Regions from separate parts of the Mus musculus genome. Here regions 1, 3, 4, 5 and 6 are each linked to region 2. The links are chromatin contacts, called in public Hi-C, HiChIP or PLAC-seq and promoter capture Hi-C maps. All regions are on one chromosome and are shown on one strand. The core of a region is the stretch at or near the end of the contact, and the rest is flanking DNA. Distances in the headings are between cores, read along the strand shown. Region 1 holds the start of Ldhd (lactate dehydrogenase D). Region 2 holds the start of 9430091E24Rik (RIKEN cDNA 9430091E24 gene). Region 3 overlaps Cog4 (component of oligomeric golgi complex 4). Region 4 holds the start of Mtss2 (MTSS I-BAR domain containing 2). Region 5 holds the start of Il34 (interleukin 34). Region 6 overlaps Il34 (interleukin 34).

What was found. Promoter capture Hi-C pulls out the DNA fragments that hold promoters and counts their contacts. A called contact is a pair of places that touch in the nucleus more often than the background predicts. HiChIP or PLAC-seq counts read pairs in DNA pulled down with a chosen protein or histone mark.
Region 1: a contact with region 2 is called in a promoter capture Hi-C map of the SN4741 cell line, with 4 times the contacts expected there. The contact joins the promoter of Ldhd here to the promoter of 9430091E24Rik in region 2. A contact is called at or near these places in 6 of 39 promoter capture datasets (the SN4741 cell line, hippocampal neurons, liver and 2 more) and 1 of 115 datasets of contacts at active chromatin or transcription factors (pancreatic cancer cells).
Region 3: a contact with region 2 is called in a Hi-C map of CD8 T cells, with 1.6 times the contacts expected there. The contact joins the enhancer-like site here to the promoter of 9430091E24Rik in region 2. A contact is called at or near these places in 12 of 484 Hi-C or Micro-C datasets (CD4 T cells, CD8 T cells, bone marrow and 8 more), 6 of 115 datasets of contacts at active chromatin or transcription factors (bone marrow-derived macrophages, effector CD8 T cells, forebrain and 3 more) and 2 of 9 other capture datasets (adipose tissue and liver).
Region 4: a promoter capture Hi-C map of stem cell-derived epiblast-like cells shows a contact between it and region 2, with 5 times the contacts expected there. The contact joins the promoter of Mtss2 here to the promoter of 9430091E24Rik in region 2. A contact is called at or near these places in 10 of 39 promoter capture datasets (the HPC-7 cell line, embryonic stem cells, hematopoietic stem and progenitor cells and 4 more), 1 of 15 datasets of contacts at CTCF or cohesin (CD8 T cells), 1 of 484 Hi-C or Micro-C datasets (CD8 T cells) and 3 of 9 other capture datasets (adipose tissue, embryonic stem cells and pancreatic islet).
Region 5: a contact with region 2 is called in a promoter capture Hi-C map of stem cell-derived epiblast-like cells, with 4 times the contacts expected there. The contact joins the promoter of Il34 here to the promoter of 9430091E24Rik in region 2. A contact is called at or near these places in 13 of 39 promoter capture datasets (the 3T3-L1 cell line, cranial neural crest, embryonic stem cells and 9 more), 3 of 115 datasets of contacts at active chromatin or transcription factors (bone marrow-derived macrophages, large pre-B cells and pancreatic cancer cells) and 3 of 9 other capture datasets (adipose tissue, liver and pancreatic islet).
Region 6: a contact with region 2 is called in an H3K4me3 HiChIP or PLAC-seq map of embryonic stem cells, with 3 times the contacts expected there. The contact joins the enhancer-like site here to the promoter of 9430091E24Rik in region 2. A contact is called at or near these places in 5 of 39 promoter capture datasets (cranial neural crest, embryonic stem cells, maxillary cranial neural crest and 1 more), 1 of 15 datasets of contacts at CTCF or cohesin (large pre-B cells), 7 of 484 Hi-C or Micro-C datasets (CD4 T cells, CD8 T cells, embryonic stem cells and 2 more), 4 of 115 datasets of contacts at active chromatin or transcription factors (bone marrow-derived macrophages, embryonic stem cells, large pre-B cells and 1 more) and 3 of 9 other capture datasets (embryonic stem cells, liver and pancreatic islet).

The regions. Positions count from the first base shown.
Region 1 is chr8:111,628,422-111,633,093 of GRCm38.p6, reverse strand. Ldhd (lactate dehydrogenase D) reads left to right here and starts at 2,758. Exons shown (of 11, transcript NM_027570.4): 1 at 2,758-2,855; 2 at 3,039-3,151; 3 at 3,347-3,488; 4 at 3,672-3,813; 5 at 3,949-4,108; 6 at 4,374-4,573; 7 at 4,656-4,672. The coding sequence starts at 2,784.
Region 2 is chr8:111,144,179-111,148,477 of GRCm38.p6, reverse strand. 9430091E24Rik (RIKEN cDNA 9430091E24 gene) reads left to right here and starts at 2,980. Exons shown (of 3, transcript NR_040364.1): 1 at 2,980-3,074.
Region 3 is chr8:110,858,257-110,862,824 of GRCm38.p6, reverse strand. Cog4 (component of oligomeric golgi complex 4) reads right to left here. Exons shown (of 19, transcript NM_133973.2): 7 at 4,131-4,288; 8 at 2,881-2,939. Among named protein-coding and RNA genes, the nearest start is that of Cog4, 14 kb to the right of the region's middle. Within about 2 kb of position 2,939, at least 47 of the 459 cell types and tissues checked have an H3K27ac peak or open chromatin away from gene starts, as enhancers often do. A contact at or near this core is called in CD8 T cells, bone marrow-derived macrophages, granulocyte-monocyte progenitors and 3 more, where this site is marked.
Region 4 is chr8:110,719,448-110,723,588 of GRCm38.p6, reverse strand. Mtss2 (MTSS I-BAR domain containing 2) reads right to left here and starts at 2,113. Exons shown (of 14, transcript NM_198625.2): 1 at 1,799-2,113. The coding sequence starts at 1,867. It overlaps Vac14 (Vac14 homolog (S. cerevisiae)), which reads right to left. Exons shown (of 19, transcript NM_146216.3): 19 at 3,191-3,782. The coding sequence ends at 3,620.
Region 5 is chr8:110,804,050-110,808,595 of GRCm38.p6, reverse strand. It overlaps Il34 (interleukin 34), which reads left to right and starts at 2,672. Exons shown (of 7, transcript NM_001135100.2): 1 at 2,672-2,862. Gm15895 (a long non-coding RNA gene) reads right to left here and starts at 3,400. Exons shown (of 2, transcript XR_003947455.1): 1 at 3,101-3,400; 2 at 1-1,678.
Region 6 is chr8:110,746,388-110,750,589 of GRCm38.p6, reverse strand. It overlaps Il34 (interleukin 34), which reads left to right. Exons shown (of 7, transcript NM_001135100.2): 3 at 1,032-1,165; 4 at 1,850-1,927; 5 at 2,186-2,347. Among named protein-coding and RNA genes, the nearest start is that of Gm15894, 7.2 kb to the left of the region's middle. Within about 2 kb of position 2,724, at least 5 of the 459 cell types and tissues checked have an H3K27ac peak or open chromatin away from gene starts, as enhancers often do.

The DNA of each region.
Region 1 (4,672 bases), core at 1,509-4,008, 480 kb before region 2:
AAGAGTGAGTGTCTTAGTCAGGGTTTCTATTCCTGCACAAACATCATGACCAAGAAGCAAGTTGGGGAGGAAAGGGTTTATTTGGCTTATACTTCCACACTGCTGTTCATCACCAAAGGAAGTCAGGACTGGAACTCAAGCAGGTCAGAAAGCAGGAGCTGATGCAGAGGCCATGGAGGGATGTTCTTTACTGGCTTGCTTCCTCTGGCTTGCTCAACTTGCTGTCTTATAGAACCCAAGACTACCAGCCCAGAGATGGTCCCACCCATAAGGGGCCCTCCCCCTTGATCACTAATTGAGAAAATGCCTTACAGTTGGATCTCATGGAGGCATTTCCTCAACTAAAGCTCCTTTCTCTGTGATAACTCCAGCTGTGTCAAGTTGACACAAAACTAGCCAGTACAGTGAGAATGGAGCCATCCTGGCAGGGATGAAGATGTCCTAAAGGGCGATCTGTGCCTCTACCTCTGCCTATCAGAGAATTCGAGTAGGCTGGGTTGTTACAGTGTGCGGTGCCCTGGAAGAACCTCTTCGAGTTTCCCTCCTCATGGCCTCTGGATCTCCACACGTCCCTGATGATGGACCACAAGAAACTGGAATTTCCCTGGAAATCTCATAATGGGAAAAGGAAAAGCCTGCTATCAGTCAGGTGGGGAGCTTTTTTTTTGTTTGTTTGTTTGTTTGTTTTTTCGAGACAGGGTTTCTCTGTATAGCCCTGGCTGTCCTGGAACTCACTCTGTAGACCAGGCTGGCCTTGAACTCAGAAATCCACCTGCCTCTGTCTCCCAAGTGCTCGGATCAAAGGCGTGCGCCACCACGCCCGGCAGAGCTTCTCTCTTCTCTTCTCTTCTCTTCTCTTCTCTTCTCTTCTCTTCTCTTCTCTTCTCTTCTCTTCTCTTCTCTTCTCTTCTCCTCCCCTCCCCTCCCCCCTCCCCTCTCTTCTCTTCTCTTCCTCTCCTCTCTTTCCCCTCCCCTCCCCTCCCCTCTCCTCTCCTCCCTTCTCTTCTCTTTTCCCTTCCCTTCCCTTCCCCCTTTCCCCCTCCCTCCTTCCCCTCCCCTCCCTTTTCTTTTCTTTTCTTTTCTTTTCTTTTCTTTTCTTTTCTTTTCTTTTCTTCTTTCTGTCACAGTATGAGAAAAGAAACTCATACACAAGTCAAAATGGAGTCACTTGCGCTCAATGCCACACAATCCGAACAAAACTGTAAGGAAACATGTAGGATCCCATCAGGCTAAGGTTCCCAGAAACTATAAATTCCAGTCTGAGTCATTGTAAGGAGAGAATCCCTGAGAAGGAGGGTGGTAGTGGGAAGTGTGTGGGATGTTTCATAAGAACAAAACGTAACAGTGCTCAGTCCGTGACACTGGAGCTGTGTGTACCACGACATCGACAGAGTGTCCCATCTGCTTTAACCTTACCAGGAAGGCCAGATTGACTTCAACCCATCAGCTCCCCTCCTGTTGTCCCTGTTTTAGAGAACCCACTGTCCGCTGGGGGGTTTCGTTCAATTCTGTAGTCTTGGAGGGTGCCCCAATCCAAAAAGAGCAAATAAAAGCAATTAGATCTATAACTAAATTTGCTATTTTAAGGATTTCTTTTTAGTTTATAGGTATGAGTGTTTTGCCTGTGTATTTGGCCCACAGAGGCCAGAAGAGGGTGTTTGATTCCCTGCTTGGGATTTGAGTTACAGATGGTTGTGAGTCATCCCATGTGGGTGCTAGGAATTGAACCCGGGTCCTCTGCAAGAGCAATCAGTGCCCTTAACTCTGATGCTATCTCTCCACCACCCCATTCCCTATAACTAAATTTGTCATTTTGTCTTGTTTTGTTTTCTTTTGTTATGGCTCAGGCTGGCTTCATCTCATCCTCCTCCTAACTCAGACTCTCTGTGTGGGTTTACAGGTGCATACCATAAGGCCTGGCTGGCATGATTTTCTCTTTTTACATATTCATCCAAATGTGGTTGGTGAATTAAGAGAGAACCACCAACTCCACGAAGTTGTTTTCTGATCTCTACGCATGCACTGTGGCGCGTATGTTCCTCCATCATGCACACAGACACAATAAAGCTGGATAAAAAAACTAAATAAATTAGGAGTTTGTATTCCTGACCGGAAGGAAGAGAGTCATTGGGAGGTAGTTTAGCTCAGTGGTGGTAGCAAAGGCTCTTCTGGAATTGCTGTGGGAGTTGTTTGGAACCAACAGGATGGTCTTGGAATTAATCTCCTTCCCTGCTTTTCCTTAGCACTCCTCTGCAAGGCGGCCTTTCTGGGCACTGCACTATGCTACCCACTCTGTCCCAGAATGACCTCTGGAGTTTCCCTCTTCGTGGTCATGGTGGCAAGTCTACTCTGTGGCATGCTGTTGAGGCTTGCAAGGTGAGGAAGGCTCTGCCTGACAGGGAGTCAGGAGATGATTCAGGGAGTAGGGCACAGTGTATGTGCCAAGGTTGCAGGCCGGCCTGAGCTCTGGAATGGAAAGGAAAACTGCAGCTTAGAGATCAAAGAAGAGGCTGGAAGTGTAGAAGACAAAGTCCGAGTGCCCGGTGGGACTTGAAAGCCTCCGTACACGATGTTTGTTTGGAGGGCTCTTCGGGGAGCAGCAGTTAGTTGACTTGTAACACGTGAAGTAGCTGTTGTCCTTCTTTTCCAGATCTGCAGAGGCCACCTTAAACCGGCTCCACCTTAAGCAGGCTCCACCCAGGGCAGCTATTGGGCACAGCGAGAGGCAGGCTGGCAAGGCTTCCTCTCCGCCTAGTTATTCTCCCCTTAGCTGCGGTCTGGCTATGGCCATGCTCCTTCGGGTGGCCACCCAGAGGCTGTCTCCCTGGAGGAGTTTCTGCTCCAGGGGGTCGCAGGTATAAGTCTACTTGTGGATGGGGTCCCAGAGGGTGGAGAGCCCGACGTAATGTCCTCGGGGCTCAGTGACGTCACCTTGCAGGTTGACCAGCCCCTCATTCTTCCCACCCGGCCACAGGGCAGGTCTGTGGCTCCCTCCGACTGTCTTTCCGATGACCCCCTCGCACTTTTCTCCCCTGCAGGGTGGACTCAGCCAGGACTTTGTGGAGGCTCTGAAGGCAGTTGTAGGGAGCCCCCACGTGTCCACTGCTTCTGCAGTCAGAGAGCAACACGGGCATGATGAATCGATGCACAGGTATCAGAAGGGACTGAGGGTCCCTGTCTCTCTGGTCACCTGTTTGGAGTTCTGGCATCCTTACACGGAGAGGTGCTCTCTGCCCTGATCTGCTGAGGTCCCTGTCCTTGGGTCCTTAAACCATTGCAGGTTCCTGGATAAGAGAGGGTGAGAAGCTTCCATCCTTTTCAAACCTCTGGGCCTGCCTGCTTCTAGGTGTCAACCTCCTGATGCTGTGGTTTGGCCTCAGAATGTGGACCAGGTCAGCCGAGTGGCAAGCCTGTGCTACAATCAAGGTGTTCCCATCATCCCATTTGGCACAGGCACCGGTGTTGAGGGGGGAGTCTGTGCTGTGCAGGTATAGTGGGGGTGCCCTGGGTCTGGTCCCATTATACAGGACACATTTACAGCTCTCTTCACCTGCCATCCCAGAGCTTTGGTATGGTTGCTGCAGGCCTCAGCCATAAAATGGGGCTCTAGCGGGCTGCCTCGGGCCTAGAGACCTAGGTTGGGCAGCTGTTTTTGACTCCCTTGCTACCAGGGTGGAGTGTGCATCAACCTGACCCATATGGACCAGATCACGGAGCTGAATACAGAAGACTTCTCCGTGGTGGTGGAGCCTGGAGTCACCCGTAAAGCTCTCAATACCCACCTGCGTGACAGTGGCCTTTGGTTTCCTGTTGGTAGGCCTTGGACTAACCACAGAGTACCTGACCGAGGGCTTGGGGGCGTGGTCTGAGGGATTTCACAGGGCCCCATCTTTCCCACAAGAGGGAAAGGGCCTCTGCAGTTGCCCTCTCCAGCATTTCATTCTCTAGACCCAGGCGCAGATGCTTCTCTGTGTGGCATGGCAGCCACCGGGGCCTCGGGCACCAATGCTGTGCGCTATGGAACCATGCGGGACAACGTGATTAACCTGGAGGTAGTGCTGCCTGACGGCAGGCTGCTTCACACCGCAGGCCGGGGCCGCCATTACAGGTGAGCACTGCCTGACCCAGTTGCAGGGCCTCCTGGATTGGATCGGTAAGTGACACTCAGGAGCACCCTGCAACTCTGGAGGCTCAGCTGGAGTTGGCTCTCCCTGTGCAAGGCCTCTCTGGGTCATTAAACCACAAACTCTGTGATGACAATCTGGGGCTGCAGGAGATCAGACCAAACCTGTCTTCTAGCTATGGTGACTTCTGTAGTTGTAGTCGCTCACACGGCCTGGGCGCTCACCTACCTTGTATGTTCCTGGGCCCAGGAAGAGTGCAGCTGGCTACAATCTCACAGGACTCTTTGTGGGCTCTGAGGGGACCCTGGGCATCATTACATCAACCACCCTGCGCCTGCACCCTGCGCCGGAAGCAACGGTGGCTGCCACCTGTGCGTTCCCCAGTGTTCAAGCGGCTGTGGACAGCACAGTTCAGATCCTCCAGGCTGCAGTGCCCGTGGCTCGCATTGGTGAGCCAGGGGGGTGGGTTCCACCGAAAAGGCCCCCTTAGAAGGCCAGGCCTCACCTGATCAGCCCTCTCCCTGGTTCCAGAGTTCCTAGATGATGTC
Region 2 (4,299 bases), core at 1,731-4,230:
TAAGTATTTTACCTGCATGTATACCTCTGTACTACGTATGTGCCTGGTGCCCACAGAAGTCAGAAGAGGGCATTGGACCCCCTTGGACTGGAGTAACAGCTGGCTATATGGGTGCTGGGAACTGAGTCCAGGTTCATTGGGAGAAGAGCAGCCAGTGCGCTTAAACAATAGACCATTTCTCTATCCACAAATACCAAAAAACTGTAGAAAAATCGTGTGTGTACACATGTGGATGTTAGACAGCTTCTGAGAGTCCATTTTCTCTTTCTACTATGTGGGTCCCAAGGACTGGACTCAGTCAATGATGAGGCTTGGAGGCAGGTACTTAGCCATTTTGTCAGTTCATGCTTCTATTATTTTTCTAAATGTAAAATATAATTTTATTTTATAAATGTTTTATCTGCATGTATGTATGTTATGTGTACCATGTGTGTGCTTGGTGCCCAAAGACATCAGATGTTGGTTTTCCTAGAACTAGAGTTACAGATGGCTGTGAGTTGCCACGTGGCTTCTAGGAATGGAACCCAGGTCCTATGGAAGAGTAAGAACTCTTTGAAGCCATCTTTCCAGCTCATTGTTGCTCTAGATGCCTCTGGGCACATTTCCTCTCTTCTGGGATAATATTTATTTCCTGATTTACTCAATGAATCCTGGGTTAAGATAATGCTACTTGCTAAGTGTTTCTCTGTATCTTTTTTCACTGTTGACCTCAAATTTAGTCCGTGGTTAGAAAACATATTTGGGTGACTAGAATTCTTTCAAACACAAGTAGCTCAAGGCATGGTGTAAGTTGACAAGTGCTCCACAGGAGGAAAATAAACTGTATTCTACAGTTGCTGGGTAGAGTAGGGTTTTTTGTTGTTGTCGTTTGTTTGTTTTTTGTTTTTTACCTTTCTGTCTTCTAGAAGACAGGGTCTACGTATCTCTAACTGTTCTGGAACTATGTAGCCAAGGCTAGCCTTTGAGATCTGCCTGACTGACGATGTTTTTTTCTTTCTTTAAACGTTGTTAGACTAGGGAGGTTTTTTTTTTTTTTTTTAAATGCTTTTTAGAGACAGGGTTTCTCTGTATAGCCCTGGCTGTCCTGAAACTCACTTTGTAGACCAGGCTGGCCTCGAACTCAGAAATCTGCCTGCCTCTGCCTCCCGAGTGCTGGGATTAAAGGCGTGCTCCACCAAGCCTGGCTTTTTCTTCCTTCTTGTGTCTCCATTTCTCCCATGCATGGAGATCTGAAGATCCTGAGTTAGGATTCATTTCATCCAAGTCTGCTGGTGACAGATTCTGATTGTCAAAGTTTGAGACAGGGTCTGAATAGCTCTGGCTGCCCTAGAACTTGCTCTGTAGTCCAGGCTGGCCTTGAACTCGAAATCCACCTGCCTCTGCCTCCAAGTGCTGGGATTAAAGGCATTGGCCACCATGCCCAGCCCATACAGCTTCTTTTATAAGATGATTCTCCTGGACTCCAGCTCCTCGGTCATGGGTTACTACAGCTGGCTTTGGTTCCTTGATTTTTTGACATGAATCTAATGTTCTATCCTGGCCCCCATATATTCCCTTATCTTTTCACTCAAAGACAGGGTCTACCCTGAGGTGGTGACACATGCCTTTAATGCTAGCACTCAGGGGCCAGAAACAGACAGCTCTCTGAGCTCAAGGCCAACATGGAATACAGAGGGAGTAATAGGGCCACACAGAGAAACTGTCTCAAAAAAAGAAAACAAACCAAAAAGGGTCTCACTTAGCTCAGGCTAACCCCTAACTCCCTACATAGCCAAGGATAATGTAGAGCGCGGGTCTCAACCTTCCTAACGCTGTGACCCTTTACTACAGTTCCTCAACTTGTAGTGACCCCCAACCAAAAATTAATTTTCAATGTTAGTTCATAATTGTTATGAATTGTAAATATTTTTGGAGACAGAGATTTGCCAAAGGAAATGCCCACAGTCTGAGATCCTGCTGCCTGCACCTCTGTGAGTGACATCACGCTGGGTGTGGGCAGTGCTGGGAACCAACCCCAGGACTCCAGTCATTTTAAGCCCATAATTTGTAAACTTATGAATTAAACAACCATCACAATAATGTAGTTTTAGAACATTTTACAAAGCCTGGAAATATCTGTGTGTGTCCTTTTATGTTTATTTTTATGTTGTCCAGGTTAAACAAATGGGCTCAAGCCAGCCGCCTATCTCAGCCCCGGAGGGGTTGGGACTACTATATTTCTTTTACTTAAAACATTATTTTTGGGGCTGGAAAATGGATCAGTGATTAAGAGGACTTATTGACTATTCTTCCCAAAGACACACATGTGATTCCTAGCACCCACATGGCTTCTAACAATCATGTCTAACTCTGGTTCTAGGGGATGTGACATTCTTGGCCTTCTCGGGCACTGCATGTATGTTAGACACAGACTTGCTGACACAAGCTGACCAGACAGCTACACATAAAAGTATTCCATTTTGCCTGGCGGCAGACGGTCACCCTAACTGCCCACACTGGGTCGAGGCTCTGGCCCGGATCCGATGCCCGGGCTCTAGGCACACACGGAGGCCGGCCTGAGGCCGGTGGCGGCTCTCCTCACTCTCGTCGCCATCCAGGCAGAGGCGGAGGCGGAGGCGGCCACGGGTTCTGGGCTGCGGACCCCTCGCGCAGGATCGGAGCTCAGGCCTGGCGGCAGACGATCACCCGAACTGCCGACACACGGAGGCCGGCGGGAGACCCGGAGCGGGGACGGAGGGCGGTGGCCGCTCCCTGCACACTCGCCGTCATCCAGGCGGAGGCGGAGCGGGAGGGGCGGGGCCTGGCGAGACCCAAACAAGCGCACGTGCGGGCCGGCCCGCCGCGGTGACGTCACGGCGCGTCGGCGCGCGCGCCCGCCTTACCCTTGCCGCGGGCCGTAAAGCGCGGAAGGTCGCAGGCCCCCGCGGTCCCGGAACTCTGCGCTCCGCGTCCCGCCCCGTCCCCATGCCCTGGCCCCCTTTCCGGCCGGCGCAGACCCTCTTCAGCGGCTGGGCTGCCCTTCACTTCCGCCGGGCGTTGCTGAGCGCGCTGCCCGCGAGATGCGGGCCCCTGAGGTAGGAAGCCGGCTGGGACCCGCGGGTCCGGGCGGCCTTCTGGTCCCGCGAACTCTTGCGCCCCGCACGCCCCTGGCGTCCGAGCTTTGGGCTCCGGCTCCCGGCCGTCCCTCCGGGTCTCTGAGGCGGTGCCACCGGTCGGGCGCCGGGATTGAGCCAGTGGAGCTGTGCGGGCCTCGGGGAGCCGCGCCGGCCGCCCCGGGACTGCGCGCCGGCTCTCCCAGGGCGGCCGACCGGGCCTCGGGGCGGGCTGCGGCTCGGGCGGGCGCGCGCGCACTGCTGTCACGGCCAGAGGTGGCCCCGCGTCTCTGCAGGTGGAATAGTTTCCCACCTTGTAATGTGCGGCTCGGCTGTGCTTCACCGACTCCTGTCAGAGACCTAGTCAGGGCCGTGGGGTTTCCGGTGGGTGACAGTTGTGTGTGATCCACGGTCTCCAAGCCTACTTTGCATGATGTCCGTGGGTGGGCGAGGGCCGCTGGCAGGGAGCAAGGCCAGAGGTCAACTTTGAAAGCCACAGGGATTTGCATCACTTTAAAAAACTAACTTCATATTTTTAATATTTACTGGCTTTGTTTGTGTGTAAGGTAGAGGTCAGTAGAGAAATTGGGGATGCGTTTCTCTCCTCCAGATGAATCCAGGGATCGTTCCTAGCCGATCAGTCAAGTACCCAGGTTTTTTGACTTTTACCCGCTAGCCATTTTTGTGGGCCCAACTCTCTGAAGCTCTCTTTTTTTTTTCTTTTTTTTTCTTTTTTTTTGGTTTTTTGAGACAGGGTTTCTCTGTACAGCCCTGGCTGTCCTGGAACTCACTTTGTAGACCAGGCTGGCCTTGAACTCAAAAATCCGCCTGCCTCTGTCTCCCAAGTGCTAGGATTAAAGGCGTGCGCCACCACGCCCGGCTCTGAAACTCTCTTGATACCTCCTAATGCACCTGTTGAAAAAATAAAAATCTGCAGTCGGGCTGGAGAGATGACTCAGTGATTAAGAGCACTTCCAGAGGTTCTGAGTTCAATTCCCAGCAACCACATGGTGGCTCACAGCCATCTGTAATGGGATACCCTCTTAACGGTGTGCATGAAAACAGTGTACTCATATACAGTAAATAAATAAAAGGAAAATCTGCAGTCTGGACCAGTTGGGTCACAATGTCCAGCAGGTTCTGTCCTTCCTTCCCCATTCGTTCATCCATCCATCCATTTTAACATAGAGTCTCACTAGTAACCCTG
Region 3 (4,568 bases), core at 1,690-4,189, 290 kb after region 2:
CAAGTTGAGCCATGAGATTTAATACACAACACTGAACTATGCCTTATTCATCTACCTCCGAGAACAGTCAAAACAGTCCCGAGAAAACAAATTGGAGGACTTGGCTGACTTCACAACTTACTACAGGGCAGGGTGGTGGCGCCCTGGCTAAGAGAGCTTGCTGTATAAAATGAGGTCCTGAGTTGGAATTCCCAGCATCCATGTTTAGGAAAAAAAAAAAAGCTGGGTGTCAGTGGTGCACATTTTTTTAACCCTTAGCACTTGGGAGGCAGAGGCAGGTGGCTCTCTGTGACTTCAAGACCACCCTTGTCTTTAGAATGAGTTCCATGACAATCAGGGTTACACAGAGAAACCTTGTCTCAAAAAGACAAAAACCAAACCAAACCAAGCCAACAAACCCTCAGGCATAGCTACAGGTGTCTGTAATTCCAGCATCTTTAGAGAGTGGTGGTGGTGGTGGTGGTGGTAGAGCGGTGGGTCCTGGGAGCTCACTAGCCAACCAGCCTACCTGAAACAGCAAGCTTCAAGACTGAGGTCTTAAGTGAATGAGGTGGAGAGTAAGAGAGGAGGAGAGTGATAAAACAGGATACTCAGAGTCCTCTTCTGGCTGGGGACTCACACAATTACACACACACACAGCCTGCACTTGCGCACACACAGAAGCCACACGAGTGCAGACTGTGTATTACTAGTATAAAGATACAGGTATAAAGGGAATAGAACACAGAGTCCAGGCAGTCAACTGATTTGTTTTTCCAAGACAGGGTTTACTATGTAGCCATAGCTATTCTGGAACTAGCTCTGTAGACCAGGATGGCCTGGAACTCAGAAATCCGCCTGCCTCTGCCTCCTGAGTGCTGGGATTAAAGGTGTGCACCACCACTACCCAGCTCTTCCCATCCCCAGACAGGGTTTCTCTGTGTAACAGAGCCTGGCTGTTCCGGACTTGATTTGTAGATCAGGCTAGCCTGACCTTGAACTCATAGTGATCTGCCTGCCTCTGCTTCCTGAGTGCTGGGAATTAAGGTGTGTGGCCAGCTCTTTAAAAGGCAGCGTCTCACTGGGCGTGGTGGCACACGCCATTAATCCCAGCACTCCACTCTGGAGGCAGAGGCAGGCGGATTTCTGAGTTCGAGGCCAGCCTGGTCTACAAAGTGAGTTCTAGGACAACCAGGGCTATACAGAGAAACCCTGTCTTGAAAAAAAAACAGAAAAAAAAAAAAAAAAAAAAAAAAAAAAAAAAAAAAAAGAGAGACAGGGTCTCTTTATGTAGCCTTGGCTGGCCTAGATTTCACTCCATTCACCAGGCTGGTCTCCAACTCATATAGTCCTGCACAAATGATTTTTTTTTTCCACAAATGATTTTTAATGGAACTACTAAGACAACTGAATAGGGGGGATGTTGTGCTAGAAGCACTGATATCCACATGAACAAGAATGAAGTTGACCCTCATCTTACATTATATATACAAACTCCCTTTACTTGCTAAAGGGAATTGGTCAAAACATGTGTCTGGTCATAGTTTCCACAGTTACTGATACTGACCTGAGAATCCCTCTATAGTGGCCCCTCATAGTCACATTATTTCAGGCTCTCTCAAGTGCTTAGGACATACTTTCCTTATGCTGTCTGGGACACTCTTATACTCCAATTCACCCTTCAAGTCTCAGACCTGTGGCCATTTATCCTCAGGAAGAGCCCTGGACATTGCCCATATCTGACTATATCTCATTACATGTTCTCTCCTACCCTGTAATTCAGATTCACCTCAGTGGTCCACAGCAGTGTTCAGAACATGCTTGGATTCTATTTCTGGCTCTGCCATTTTCTAGCTTTATTATCTTGATAAAGCCATTTAGCATTTCTAGGCTTTAGTTTGTTCTTCTGAAAATAAGTTACAAATTACCAATGATTTACCAATGATTTTGCTCTCCCAGGGTATTACAGTGGATAGACAGGAGTAATGATTTTTTTTTTCATAGTATATAGGACAGTTCCTGGGGAAAAAAGCTATCTAGCCAAAATGCCAGTAGTGTAGAGGTTAACATACCTTGAAGTGGTTTAATATTTGTTAAACACTTATAACAATGTACAATTAACATTATAAATGTGTCAACTATCATAACTATGCTGGTGAGTTTTTCTGACAACTTAACACAAGCTAGGGTCTTCTAAGAAGAAACCACAACTAGCACCTAACTTTTTAAAATGGGTCTCATGTAGTACACACTAGCCTTGAAATCTAGGTCGATGATTATGACCTTAAACAGCTGATCCTCCTGCCTTTACCTTCTAAGGTACTATAGGCATGAGCCGTCATGTCTCTTTTTATGGGGTACCACGTGTGTGTTAGGGTATAGGGTACTTACGTCTATTAGGTAAGGATTCTTACCAACTGAGATATCCTCATCCAGTGATCTATTACTCCTTATTAACTAGACATATTTTTATACAGTGTCTTCTCTAGGAGAAATTGATAGAGTTGGAAATTGGTGGCTCATGCCTGTAATCTCAGTACTTAGAAGACTGAGACACGTGGCTTGTTATGAGTCTGAGACTAGCCTGGGCTACAGAGTTGTCAACAACTTACTGTATTTTATTTTAAAAATAAAATTACTCCATGCATGGTGGTACAGGCCTTTAATCCTAGCACTTGAAAGGAGAGGCAGGAGGATCTCTGTAAGTTTGAGGTTAGCTGGATATACATAGAGAGTTCCAGGACAGCACATAAAAAGACCTTGTCCCCAAACCAAAACCGAAACCAAACCAACCAACTAAAAAAACCCCAAACCAAAATCCCCTACATTTTAACAGAAGTAGTCTCTAAACTAGATGTAACTAGTAACTGAAATTCTTACAAGCTGAAGGATTATTATTACCTTGGTTCAATTTTTTCTGTTGCAGAATTTCTCATCAAATTACTCTGGACGAGCCGAAACTGAAAAACACCACAGAAATCAGAAGAGCACCTCTGCCCCCCACTGGCCGTTCCAGCCTACAGTGATAAGCTTCAGGTTGCTAATGAGGCTCACTTTTCTTTCAAGCAAGAGTTGCTTTTGGCTGTTGCTTTCATTTCTGTTATATATTTACTTATTTTTTACTTTATGTATGGATGTTTTGCCTAAATGTATGTATGTATGTATGCATACCAGGTATGCTCTGCCTGTGGAGGCCAAAGAGGGCTTCCAATCCTCTGGAATTGGAAGTCACAGACGGTTGTTAGCTGCCAAGGGAGTGCTTGGAATCAAACTCAGGTCGGTCTTCTAGAAGAGAAGCAAATTCTCTTAACTGCTAAGCCAACTTTCCAGCCGCTGTCATTTTATTTAAAAGTAATGAATGGTAGGGCTGGTGAGATAACGTAGTGGTTAAGAGTACTTGCTACTCTTGCAGAGGACTAGAATTTGGTTCCAGAACCCATGTGGTAGCAAACAACCATCTGTCCCTCTCCTTGCAAAGGACCCAGTGCCTTTCCTGCCCCCATGCACTAGGCCTATACATGCTGCACATACATAAGTCAAACCATTCTTAAAGACTGAATAAAGAACAGCAAGTATTAAAAAAAGTAATGCTAAGGACATTCTCATGGACTGCTGTCTGGTCTCACAGTCTGGGGTTCTGCTTATAGATATGAACCAATAGACAGTGGCTATGGAACTCAGGTTGGCCTGGATTTCCTTATGCAGTCCAGGCTGACCTCAAAATAATGGTGATCCCGTTGCTTCAGCTTCCCCAGGGCTGAGATTATAGTTATGCACCACTCTGCTGGCCATTCCTACTTCTGTGTGCTACTTTTATTTCCTGAGCTTATGGGAATGGAAAATTAGTTCTGAAAAAGAGAGCCATAAAAACTAAAGTGAAATTAAAAACAAATTATTAATACTTGATACTCAATAGCATGCAGAGGGCACTGCTGAACGTTCAATGATAGAGAATCTGGTCCTCTGTTTCTGTTGTGTTAAGGCACTAAGCATTAGGCAAAGTGAAGGCCACTCTACCTTCAGCATCTGTCCTTCTCCTCTAGGCAGTGGGTCCATCCACCCACCCACCCATCCATCGATTCTTTCATTCATCTTCATTTCTCCTAACGTCCTCTACCGAGTGCCCCGACCACGGCTGCTCCCCGGCTCACCTGCTGGTGGTAGTCCCTTTGCTTGATGAACTTGTTTACGACCTTCTCCACCTGTGTGTCACATTCTACTTGAAGATATTTGATCAGGGTAAAGAGTCGCCCTGGTCCATAGTAAGTCTCCACGATGGGTTGGTGAGTTTCCACAATTCGGGCGATCCCTAGGAGGAAGTGAGAGCTGGACTTCACATGTTTTTTTCCATAAAATAAATTCCTTTCCCCCATCAAAGATTAACCTAGGTCTCACTAACCCCCTGCAAAGGATTTAGTTCACGATCTGAAACAGAGTTCTAGTTGATGCTAGCTGTTGTCATCAACATTTGATACCTATCAACAGTGATGGGCTAGTAAAAGGGCGCTTGAAAAGTCACAGTGAAGTCGTTTTCTCTTGAGGAATCACTGAAATAGATCATCTGCCTTGTAACATATTTTAGATTAAAT
Region 4 (4,141 bases), core at 864-3,363, 420 kb after region 2:
GCTGAGACTGGACCCGTGTCTCAACTGAGTTCCTTGCAACTGGCAGGAATGGAGGATACTATCCTGCTGTCTCGTCTGGGCAGAAGTGGCTGCTTGCTGCAGTGTTTGCAGTGGGAGGCAGTGTGGGTGGCTCCCACCCTCTGCCAGCCCAGGAGTGTCAGCTAGGGGAGGTGGTCTGGGTTACACAGTTTCAGAGAGGAGCTGGTACCAAAATGCTGAGGGCTAGTGATGAGGCCCTCAGGTGGAGTTGCCAGAGGAGCTGGTACCAAGATGCTGAGGGCTAGTGATGAGGCCCTCAGGTGGAGTTGCCAGGGGTGTGTGTGTGTGTGTGTGTGTGTGTGTGTGTTGTGGCGAGGGAGGAACCCCAGGGAAAAGTATAGAACTATGGGAAGGCGCTGACGTGCTGCTAACTTGTAAGTCCCAGGCCAGTGTGGTTTCAGGCCTCTTTTTAGGGGGCAAGTATCTGACAGATGCCTTCCCTTACTGGGGGTGTTTCTTGGCAGTACTAGGAGGGGAGCCCCAACTTCTTGCCTCTCTGCAAGGCATCACTTTCCTAAAGCATTTTTCTGGAGCCCTTGGGTAGGGTGTACCTGTACGTGGGTTCCACAGCCCCCAGGGTCTAGCAGGATTCTGATTTGTTCTTGCTAAGTGCGAGCCTAGGGTAAGGATGTGAGGAGGCTCAGCACAGGGCCTAGTTTCTTCCGTTTTCCATCGTGTTCCTAGACCAAGGGGTACAGTGCAGGACAGGAACACTGGCACTCGATGCCCACCTTGCCACTGAAGCTTTCCCTGCCTAGTCAATTCGGATCAGCCTCGTCAAACACTGGCCTCTGGGGGTCAGGGAGAATTCAGTAAATTACCAGATGGATAATAATGGCTGAGGTCCCGAAGCAGGATCCAATGGTCTCCTTATGACCTTGAGCCATTCGCAGGCCTCAGTTTCCCCATCTGAACAGGGTGCCTGCTCAGTCTGACCTTGAGTGATCAGGAAGGGGGGGTTGCTGAAAGCGCTCCCCAGGTTGCTTAGCCAACACACAGCCTACCTCCTCCCCAAGGTGGATTCAGTCCTACCCTTGGGCTGCAGGGAGGACCCCACCCGAGGATTGGAGTAATGGAGCTTGCTGGATCTGTTGGTGTGTGTGTGTGTGTGTGTGTGTGTGTGTGTGTGTGTGTGTAGGTGGGGCTGCATCCATGCAGAGGCCCGAGGCTGGCGGGGCAAGAGTTAACAGTTCTTTGCTTTATTATTTTTTTCCTGCTTTGGCGGTGACAGCATTGTCTGGGCTTCGGGGCGTCGGGGGTATGTGTGTGTGTGTGTGTGGGGGGGCACTGTGGTGAAAGGGGGCGGAGGCCCGAGAGACCTTGGATCCGTTAAAGGGCCTTAAAGGTCGGTCCTAAAGATAAACCCAATTCATAGTTTGGGGGTCTGGGGTACCGAGTGTTTGCGGACGCTCAGCTTTGGATCGGGATCCTACGGGGCGACCTCTCGGACATCCCAACCTGCGAGCACTCACTCCCACCCTTCGGACCCAGACAGGCATTGGGCGCAAGGCGGGCGCAGGAGGACAGGCTCAGATGAAACACACACACACACACACACACACACACACACACACACACACACACACACACACACACACACACTGCCCGCACACACACACACACACACACACTGCCCGCACACACACACACACACACTGCCCGCGCGCACACACACACACACACACACACACACACACACACACTGCCCGCCACGCGTCCCTCAGAGGAGACCCGTATGCCCGGAGCTTGCCCGGGGTACCTTCATGTCGTTGACGATGGCCTGGAAGAGCCCGCCCAAGGCGCCACACTCCTTCTCCGCCGTCTCCATGCTGGGGCCGGGCGCGCGGCGGCAGGGCGCGCAAGGGGCGCGGGGAGCCGTGCAGGGGAGGGGCCGGACCGCCGCGGGCGCTGCTCCGAGGCCGCGCCGGGGCTCCCTGCCTCGGGGCCGCGCTCTCAGCGGCCGGCCGCGCCGCGCTCCGGGGTTGCGGGCCGTGGGCCGGCAGCGCGGGCCATGGCTCGGTGGGGCTGGGGGCGCGGCGCGGGCAGTTCGCGGCGCAGCCTCGGCGCGGGCACTGGAGCGGCGGCGGCGGTAATCCGAGCCGCCGAAGCTCGGGCGTCACGTGGGCGCGGCGGAGGGAGGGCCGCGGGGAGGGAGCACAGGAGGGGGCTGTGGGAAAGGCCGGGCGGGCGAGGACCCATTCACGGCCAGAAACCAGGGCTTTGAAATCCGAGCTCTGGCGCTGCCAGACTGGTCCGGCAAGAGGGGCCGGCGGGAGCGGGCGCCGCCGCGGGTCGGGGCGGCGCAGGGGCGGGGCCGGGCCAGCCCCCCACCCTCCAGCGGGAGCGGACCCGGGTTTGCACCTTCAAGGCCTTGGGCTCGACCAAGATGAAACCCGCCAAGGATGCAGTCCTTAGTGCATCCCGGCCTGATGAATAGCACTGAGCATCGTGCAGAGGGGAACGGGAACTGGCCGCATTGGAGCTGTCCACCACAGACCATCCATAAAGTCCAACCCTCCTGCACAAATGTCCTTCAGTTCCTTTTCTAAGTAGTACCGGTGTCACCTGGATTGGGGGTGGAAATAGTGATGGTGTCCCGGCCCAACTTCCTCGTGAGTAGGGTCTGTGTTGAACCTGCAGAGTGTAGTGTGTGGGGATGCACGCGTGTACACATGGGAGGGCAAGTACTGCTGTCGTCCAGGAGACTCCAGGTGAACCTATTCTCATGGGGCACACATAGTTAGGGCTCCAGGGGAAAGCAGGCACAAGCTCCTGGCAACTAAAGGGCCGCAGCAGGCAACTAGGGTTCACCAGAACCCAAAGCCAGGTGACAGACGCGGTTCTTTGAGCTAAGTCAAAGATTGGGGCATTTATCTTTGATTTCCTCCCATTGCTCACTGCTCTGCAGTGTTCTGCTGTGCCATTCCTGCTTATGGGGACATCCACATTGCACAGGGACTCAGAAAGCAGGACTAAGGATCGAGAGTAAGGCCAGGAGGAAGGTACTGGTCCTGGGAAGAATTGGTCCCTGGATTCATATGGGAATCAGGGCTTAGAATGAAGCTGGCTTTCCAGGATAGGTGAGGCCCCAGGGCAGCTGCAGCATCAGGCTTGGCACAGGTGCTAGCAGAGAAGGAGCAGGCAGACTTGATTAAGGATTCTGTGATTTCTTTATTGGGGCAGGGATGGACATCATTCTGTAGAGGTCTTTGTGCTGGCCTGTGTGCATTTCCACACAGATGTACATATGCACACACACCATGCCAGTGCTCTGGGGCCAAGGTCAAGCTCTTCTCACAGACAGGGATTAGAAAGAGGCTGCTTCTGGATTCTGAGGCTGTAGTCCCGACTCAGGAGAGAATCCATCGGTCCCAGGACAGAGTGTAGCTGACAGTGCTGGGGTCCAGGTGCTCTGCTGGGAGGAGCTGAGGCTGACAGAGCCAATACCATCCCCCTCCCTACCCTGGCTGGTGGTTGGGTCCAGCCCTGCTGGAGGCAGGTTCTTAGGCTCCTTGTGGCCTCAGCTTAGAGACCCTGAGTGCTTCTTAGGCCACTAGGGCCCTTTTCCATGCTAGGCACATCAGAGGATAACTCTGCGGTCCAGGTGATCCCCTCGCCCACTGCGCTGGTGTCTTACTTCCAGGTGCTGTTTCTGGACTTTTTCAAAGTGCTGCAGCAGCTCTGTGTAGTCGATGCTGGGGGAGTCACCTTTCTGGGACTTGGGGGCCGCTTTCAGACAGTCTCTGGGAAGATGGACAGAAGTCAGAGTCAGTGTCTGCATCATGGTAGGTGCTGGTGGGGTTCAGTCTCTGGGCACCTGTGGGTCCCTGCCCAAGACATCTTCCCAGCAGCCAGACCCATAGTGCTTAGGGTCCCATGTCCACCCCCTTTCCTGCAGCTGGTGGGAACAGCCAACCCGCTGCTTGGATGTCTGTCGGCCTGTGGGCTGTTGATGGCGCCCGGAGCGTTGCATGGGGGAGCACTTCCTGTTTACCAGTGGCTCCCTTTAGGGTGAGAGCCAGGGCCAGCAGCCAGCCAGGAAGGCAGCTGGGGCCTGGAACAGGGTCTGGGGAGAAGGGGGAGGCGGTAGCCCAGCCTTTTC
Region 5 (4,546 bases), core at 1,423-3,922, 340 kb after region 2:
TGTTGGCTGCTCCCAGCCTTTCTTGAGAGCCGGAAATGCTGAGGTATCTTTTTCTTTCATCCACCCGGGCTTTCCGGATCTGTTAATTCCTTGCTTCTGTTTTCTATTCAAAGTAGAAATGCCGTGTTTGCATGAGTCACCCAGTCCCTCATCTACATATGAAATACTGTATATGTGTGTATATTTTAAGTTTATGCATGCTTAAGATTAATATCTTGAAAGCTTGTTCAAAAAATGCTGTGGGAGAGCAGATTGTTCAGTGTGGGGCACATGGTAGCAATTCAGTGAGCACTTAGACCTGTGGCTGTTGGTTTTTGTATTTGGGGTCCTGAGTTCTAGTGAACTGAAGACAGCACAAGCCAGCAGAGCTGTTTCTTGGGAAACTTGAAAAGCCAGCATTGGAAATGCTATCCCTAGGTTGGAGGGGAGGGTGTGGATAACCTGACATTCCCCCACTCGGGACCGTGAGCATAGTCTTGAAGCCTTGAACCTAGAAGAACTTAGGGCCATGTCTGATTTCCTCAGGTCAGAAAGCTTGGGAACTTGTGGGGTGGGGGGACCCAGGAAATCCCAAGTCTAAAAGCAGAGGCAGGGTTGACAGTCAATGTGTCACATTGGGAAATGAGAAGAAACATAGAAACGTGTCACCATGGCTCTTGACCCAGCTCAAACATAGAACTTGTCTAGGTATCAGAATAGACACCTGGTAACCCACCCAAGATCCTTTTGAGTATTTCTGAGTCTGGTGTAATCAGACCTAAACCTCACTAGCTGTGACTAGTGTTTGTTCAAAGCAAAACAGCAAGCATTAGTTGAGTTTGGAAGTTACAGCTTTAGAAAACAGACAGATGAACATCTGCCTTGAGGTGGCTGAAGGGCTGTCTTCACCATACCCTGCCGGAATCCAGAGGTGGCCAGCCTCTGTTTCTGGCCCTTTCCTGGCTCTCACATTTGCAACCCACAGAGCCACCCAGCAGGCACAGCCCCTTCTGAGAGACTAATTGTTGAGATTTCCCTTGTTGGGTTTTGTTTTTACATTTTACTTAGTGGGCATATATAGACATGTACATAGTCTCTTCCATGTGGGACTTTCAGATCAAACAGGTTTTCAGGCTTGGCAGCAAGTTCGTTTACTGGCTGCATCATCTCGCCAGCCCAAGAGTTGGTCTTTGATAAGGTTTAGGAAGAGTTTCATAGACTCCTTTTGAAAGGCCGGAGTAACGTGTGTGAATGGGACAAGTGCTAATATTTACTACGGGCTTCAGGGACTGGTGCTGTCCGAGAGACACACTGGGGACTCTGGCCTTTAGGTAGGCCAGGCTGTAACTAGAGAAGGCAGCTTTGCTCGTGAAGCTTGGAGAAACATCTGCAAGAGGCCATGTGGCAAAGAAATCTGTGGAAAAGCAGTTGACAGTGGAGTCTGATGACTTACTTGAGTGTGGCTGTGGTAACAGGAGGGTTGGCTGTCCTGAGCTCTGCAAGACCTGATGCCATCTTCATCCTGAATCAGCAGCCTATAAATTGAGCACTTGGAGGAAAGAAAGGACAGCACACCAGGTCCAGAGGCTCTGAAGAGTGGCATCTTGTGGCTGTGTCCCCATCTCTACCTCTTCTGTCTGACAGGATAGCCTTGACAGAGCTTTTGTGGAGGGCCTTTGTGGTGTGGTCCCAGTAGCCACTGCAAGGGGGGATGGAGAGTTAGCTGGGTGCATACCAGTGTGGGCACATTGTCTTCCTGCAAGTTCAGGGAATCCAGTTCTCTCAATCTAATTAAGAACGCCTTTCTTGAACAACACCATTCATTAGCATTTAGAATAGGGCAAGCCCTTGTGTCCAGATCAGCATTCCCAGACTAAGCTGTGTGGAGTCCCTTGAGTGGCCCTTTACTGAGAGAGGCTGTGTTTAAGTTGAGGAAAGCTAGTCTTCCTCCCTTGTTGATAACGATGCCTTCAAAACACCACCACTACCATTGCTATGTCTAGGTGGAAGAGCTGAAGGATCTTTCAGGGGATGGAAGTCACCACCTGTAACTACTCCAAAGACAGTCATAAAATTAGGGAAGAGTGGTGGCACAAGCCTATAATCATAGCACTATAAAGTCAATCTCTAGACTAATTTGAAGCTAGCCTGGGCTATACTGGGATACTAAAAGGTTGGCAAAGAAAGAGATGTTGTCCCAGCTGCACAGGGCCTTGTCACTATTACCAGGAAAGCAAAAGTGGCTATGTCTGCAGGTGTGGCTCAGAGTCTTCAGAGGTTCCCATGAGGGTTGTCTCAGGCTTTGGTGTTAGACCTCAGTAAGCAGCTGTGTGTGTTCTTGGGTAAACTACCTCCCTGCGCTCAGGTCTTGTCTGTAGACAGGTTAACAAGCCAAACAAACAAACCAAAAAAACAACAAAAAAAACCTCTCCTAGGTCCCATCAGCTGTACTCAATTTTGTAATGAAAGAGGTATTCCAGGTATTAAAGAGAGGACCTGGAATTTTCCCCTAAAAACCAGTTCAATCTACATAGAAACTAAAGATACCCCAGATTCTAGAGACACCCCATATTCACCCTCAGGGCTGTCCCCTTGCCTTGACTGACTGTGCTTGATGCTCCCTCCTACTCCACACTCCAAGACAGGCTGGGGCCATGTGGCCCCGCCCCACCCTGCCCTTGTTAGCTCCGGTTCTAGAAACAAATCTGAGCTGCTGTAGCGTGTGTCCCCCGCCCTCCGAGAAGACTGTAGGCTGAACACACAACAGCCTGTCCCACACAGCATTTACTGCCACAGCCCCCAAGGCACCTGCTCCAGGCCTTGAGCTGCTCAAAGCTTCCGGCGACGGCGACTGTAGAAGCCCACATCCTGGCAGGTGAGCAGGTAAGCAGAATGGATGGGTTTCTTTCACAAGGCTGCTCCCTCCCCGTCGCAGTCTCTGAGGGCCGATTTAACAGGCAGAGAGACTTGAGCCCCAGTCGATAAGGTGCTGGCTAAGAAGCTCTGAAATGGTATGAACTCTGCTGCGGGGTTTTTTTTTTTTTTTAATTTTTTTTCATCCAATGATTTCGCAGCCTTGCGGGAGAAAAATAGAGCTGTATAACTTATCAAATTGACTTACCTGTGCTTCCGTCCTGGTTCTGTCAGTTGGCAAATGCAATCTCTGAGTGCTTTTGGCTTCCTGGAACTGAACATTGCTTTAGCTCTTTATACCTTATTGTGCCATGTGCATGAATTATTACTTGTATAAACTTCCTTGTCAAAAATTAATTGAGGCTAGCTGGCATGGTGAGGCACTCTGGAATGCCAGCACATGGGAGGTGGAGGTGGGAGAATTAGTCACCCTTGGTTACTTAGCAAGTTCAAGGCCAGCCTCAAATTAAAAAAAAAAAAAAAAACTTTAAAAGAAAGGAAAACACAGGGCAGGGAGAGAAGTGTTTGCAGGGTGCTGAGGACCTGAGTTCTTTCTCTAGAACGTGTGTGAAGAAACACTGGGCATGGTGGCATGTTTGTAATCCCTGTGCTGGGGAGGTGGGGACAGGTGGATTCTTGGGGCTTGCAGGCTGGGCAGTCAAGCCTGCTTGGCTAGTTCCAGGCCAATGAGAGACCCTGTCTCAAAGAAAGGTGGGCAGTGACTAAAGGAATGGCACATAAAGTGATTCTCTGCCCTCTGCATTGCAACACACACACACACACACACACACACACACACACACACATACACACGGAGAGGGGGGAGGGAGAGAGAGAGAGATTGCATAGGTGAGCCAGTGTTTTAGAAATTATAATGAAGTGCTTCTACTTTTACACTTTGCTTTTTGTTTGTTTGTTTTGGGTTTTTTTTTGTTGTTGTTGTTGGGTTTTTTTGTTTTTGTTTTGGGTTTTTTTTTTTTTGAGACAGGGTTTCTCTGTGTCGCCCTGGCTGTCCTGGAACTCACTCTGTAGACCAGGCTAGCCTCGAACTCAGAAATCTGCCTGCCTCTGCCTCCCGAGTGCTGAGATTAAAGGTGTGCACCACTGCCCGGGTTTTTGTTTTTGTTTTTTTTTAATTAAACAGGGTCTTACTGTATAGCCCTGGCTGCCCTGGAACTTGCTATGTCGACCAGGCTAGCTTCAAACTCTGCCTGCATCTGCCTCTACACCTGGCAATAACCATTATTTTAACAATCTACGTGGCGTTGGCCACATTCACAAACTCATCTCAGAATGTCTTTGGTCCCAGTGAAGTTCAGTTGTTCTTAGAATGTTTTTGCAACCAGCAACTTGGCCTCCGTGGAGGACTGTGAAAATAAATTCCATCTCAATGAACATATTCAAACCGCCACGCCACCTCAGCCGCCTTCCACAGCATAGACCTAGGAGGTCTCAGGAGGAGCAGAGAGAGACCTCAGGAAGCCTGTAGGTGCCTCTCCTGGTCCCCACTGCACAGCTGCTGTGGTGGATTGCAGGGGAAACATGTGGTGCAGCATAGTGAGCCTCAGCTAAGCTGATGGATCCCGTGCGCTTTGCACCTCTTGCTGGGTCTGGCAGGCCATGGGCTCTCACTACATACACCTCAAGTGCCTTT
Region 6 (4,202 bases), core at 1,475-3,974, 400 kb after region 2:
TTTCAAAGCACGGGAGGTTAATTAATAAACTTGAAGTCATCCTTTAAGCTGCTGATATCGCTGGCTCAGGCTTCCTTAGGAAGGCCGTTGAACATATCTTAAACATTCCCCCCGTAACGTACATCACCACGTGTGGTTCCCCCCCCCATTGATAAATTTATCTTAACAAAGGACCTATGATGCTGCTTAAGTCGTTGTCAATAAACGTTTCCTGTTTTCTTTCTAGTTTATGAGTTTAGTGGGTCGAAGGTTTTAGAGTTTAAAAGCCATTTCATTATTAAGCGGGCCAAGTGCATTTCCAGGCTGAGAATTCTTTTGGCAGCATCAGGATTATTAAAATGAAATTATCTCATAAAAACCTTCTTCGTTTCCTTGTCCCTGGTCGGCTTTGCATGTAGATCCATTTCTCTGATTTCAGACTGCAGCTAATTGCAGATTGGTCCTTTGGGTATCTCTTGCTCTTTTGTGTTTCTTTCATCCACTCCCTATTCATATTTATTGTAAATTCTCAAAATATTTTTTTCCAGTCAAGGGGACAGCTCCCAAGAGCTGTTTTTGAGGTCACAGTGACACCTAGTGGTAATTCCTGGTACTGTTTCAAAAGACTTCGCATTATTGTCTGTTCTGCTGGTGTAGGGGGTCTGTTTAGCATCCCAGAGCCATCAGACTGGCAGAAGCTTGCTTGTAAGACCTGTTGCTACATCTAATGGAGAAAAATCGAGCTTTGAAAACTCATCACTCCAGACAAAGGGCTGAGGGGTGCCTTGGAACCTGGACGATGTACTTACCCAAAATCAGGAGCTAGGGGAGACGGGAGACCATACCCTGGGGACTCTGACCATGGTGTGTGTGTGGGGGTGTACTTGCTACTCCAGGTGACAAGTCCTCCTTAGGGCTCTGCATGCACCTGCCTTTCCCCTCAGTACTTGTCAGGCTTGATGATGGATGGTGGTTGATTCAGCTACGCACACCAGGTAGTGCGCAGACACAGTGCCCAGCGCTCATCCGCTCTTGTTGGGTGTGTCCCACAGGTCTTGGGATCCTACTTGACGTGGCTTTGGGAAACGAGAATTTGGAGATATGGACTCTGACCCAAGATAAGGAGTGTGACCTTACAGGCTACCTTCGGGGCAAGCTGCAGTACAAGAACCGGCTTCAGTACATGGTAACCTGGAGAGCGTCTGCCTCCCCGTGCTAGGGTTGCAAGCACAGGCCCAGCTCTATAGGACTATCTCTGAGACTATCTCCATTGAGAAGTAACTCATACCATACAACCCACTAACTGAGAGCGAACCCCATGGGGCTGGTGGGACGGCTCTGAGTAAAAGGCACACCTGGTACCCAGGACTGATGGCCTGAGTCCAATTCCCAGAACCCACATCAAGGCGGAAGGAGAGAACCAACTCCTGAAAGTTAATCTTTGACCTCCACATCAGTGCTGAGAGTCATGTCCACACTATTAATAATAACAATAAATAATAAGGTGTCAGATTCTAGACTCACTGATGTGTAGTATGTTCACAGGCTGTGCGAAGGTTACCTTTGTAAGTGTCAGATGAACCATATTTTTCACTTCCAAAGTACCATGTCTCCTGAAAATCCTGGGTTCCTCCCCTGGGCCTGAAACTTCAGCCCTTACAGGACTTGTGTATCTGATCTCACACCCCCCACCCCCACCTCCTTTGTCCGAGGGGAAAAGAGAGCTGTCTTTTAGCCCAGTTGTCCAGATCTGACCTCTCAGTAGAGGACCTGTCTGTTGTCAACGCTGCTAGGCTGCGTTCCTCTCTTGGGGGTCCCGTCTAAACAGTTTCTGCCTCATAGCTTATGGTTTGTTCTTGTTCCTCTTCAGAAACATTACTTCCCCATCAACTACAGGATTGCTGTGCCTTATGAGGGGGTACTCAGAGTGGCCAACATCACAAGGCTGGTGAGGACCCTTCCCGGGGTGGGGAGCCGCTGCCTGCCACAAGTCACTTAGAAGCTTGTGGGTCTTGGCAGGTTGTCCCATTGGCCTTTCCCTAGCCACTCAAGCAAAGCCTGCCACTAACCTAGGCCCAAGGTTGTCTGCTGGCAGCCGTGGGTGACTGTGATGGGTCCCAGGCAGTGGCAAATGCATGGGGGTAGGGGAGTGGTCAGTGCCCAGAGGCCTACGCTTGTGCGTCACTGATGTCTCCTGTCCCTGCAGCAGAAGGCTCACGTGAGTGAGCGAGAGCTTCGGTACCTGTGGGTCTTGGTGAGTCTCAATGCCACTGAGTCTGTGATGGATGTACTTCTCGAGGGCCACCCGTCCTGGAAGTATCTACAGGAGGTTCAGACATTGCTGGAGAACGTACAGCGGAGCCTCATGGTGAGCTGTGCGCATGCGCGTGTGGGTTTGGCCGATGCTGGCAAAGGGCTAAGAAGGGAGAGTTCTGCCATGCGCTGAGCATGTGAGACACACGAGGGATGGGGACAGAGAGGATTTGGGACCTTGTTTCAAGCTTACCTGAGCGCCCCTCTTAAAAAAATTTTTTTTATTATTGTTGTTTTTAATTTTATAACCCATTGAGTCCAATTACTTCTGCCCACTGTTCACTACCCACGCTGGCTAGACCTTGTACAGGTGTTGTGAGGTAACCAGTGTACTCATGGGTGCACCGGGCATGCCATCTTCATAAGACAGCATTATTTATTTGCTTGTTTGAGAGAGTTTCATTCTGAAACCCCGCCTGGCCTGAAACTTGCTGTGTAGAACAGGCTTTGCCTCTTGTGTCCTGAGTCTTAGACAAGCCAGGGAATCCTCTAATTTCATATTTGTATCTGAAAAAATGAGGCTCCTCTAGAAAGGGGAGAAGGAAGAAGGCAGAAGATAGTGAAATTTTTTTGTTCTTTAAAGACACAGAAATATTGTAAGAATGTGTCTGCATTTTAATCCCAGGTGTGGGATATGGGGCTGCTTCAGATTGTCCACAGCAGCTGACTCTGATTTGCCTCGTGCTCTAGCAGAGGCATGGTTTTGTCAGCTGCAGATAGTTTCTGCGAGTGTGTGATGTTTGGATGGATGGATAGATAGATAGAAGGGGTTGTTTTGGACAGCTGGTGGTTAGATGTCGTTTGTTACACAGTTTGTTGAGATGAGAAGAAGAAATTAGATATTCTGATGGTGGGTGAAGATCAAACATGCCCCAAGAACTTGACACCCCTAATCAGCAGGAAGTAGTCTAATGATAACATCGCCCCCTTTCCCCTCTATGCTTTTTTCTCTACTATTTAGTGTTAGGGGGTGGAGAAGGGTGGAAGAAAAAAAGAACCCACAAAGTAGCCAAAGGTTCAGTTACAAGGTGGACTGACAGGAACTTTCAGAGTATTGAAACTGTTCTGTGTAACTCGGTGACAGTGGACACTCTGCTTTTATCAAAAGCCCGTGGAGCGTGGAGGGCGAGCCATAATGACTATGACTTGAGTTTAGAACAAGCATGGGAAGGAAAGGAGATAGTGTGTGGCATGACTGTAACCCAGCACTCTGGAGGCTTGAGGTGGGGGAGATGTTAGGTTCAAGGCCAATCTGGGTTACATAGTGGGAGCCTGTCTCAGAAGCAGCCCTCGAAGCCATCTGATCATCCAACCGAAAACCTCCCGAGTTGTAACCTGACAGACATGTCCCTACCTCCTCAGGCCGTTGGTGTACACCTGCCGGGACACGTACTTGTGACCCTGCTCAGCCAGCTGCCTGGCCTCCCCAGCCCATGGGCCAGATCATTTGACACCAGCTGGGAGCTTCTGATGATGAAAGGTTTGGGACAGGCGACTGTTTTTGCAGCTGTCTGGAACTTCTCCTGGGATGGTTCTCCCAGTTCCTGCTAAGAGGGTCGCACGGATTTGCCCTTTTGTGCTTGTGAGCAAGATGGGTGTCCTGGGCAAGCTGGCTTGGCTTGAGGAAGAGACCTTTTCTGCCTTTGTTTTACCCATCGAACAGACACCGAGAAGCTAATGTGTGTGAGGTTGGGCAGGAGAGTGTGAGGCCTCCGCCCTCTGATTCTGGTCCTGGGCTCTCTGACTGAGGCACTGTACATAGCGATGGTTATATTACTCAGATGTAGTTGGGTCTGGTCCCTTTTCCTTCCCCTCCTGGCTGCTGAAAGCTTAGCCAGTATACTGGGTACTCCCTCTACCACTGAGATATACCCCAACTCTGCAGCCAGATTTTTTTTTTTAATGTGTAT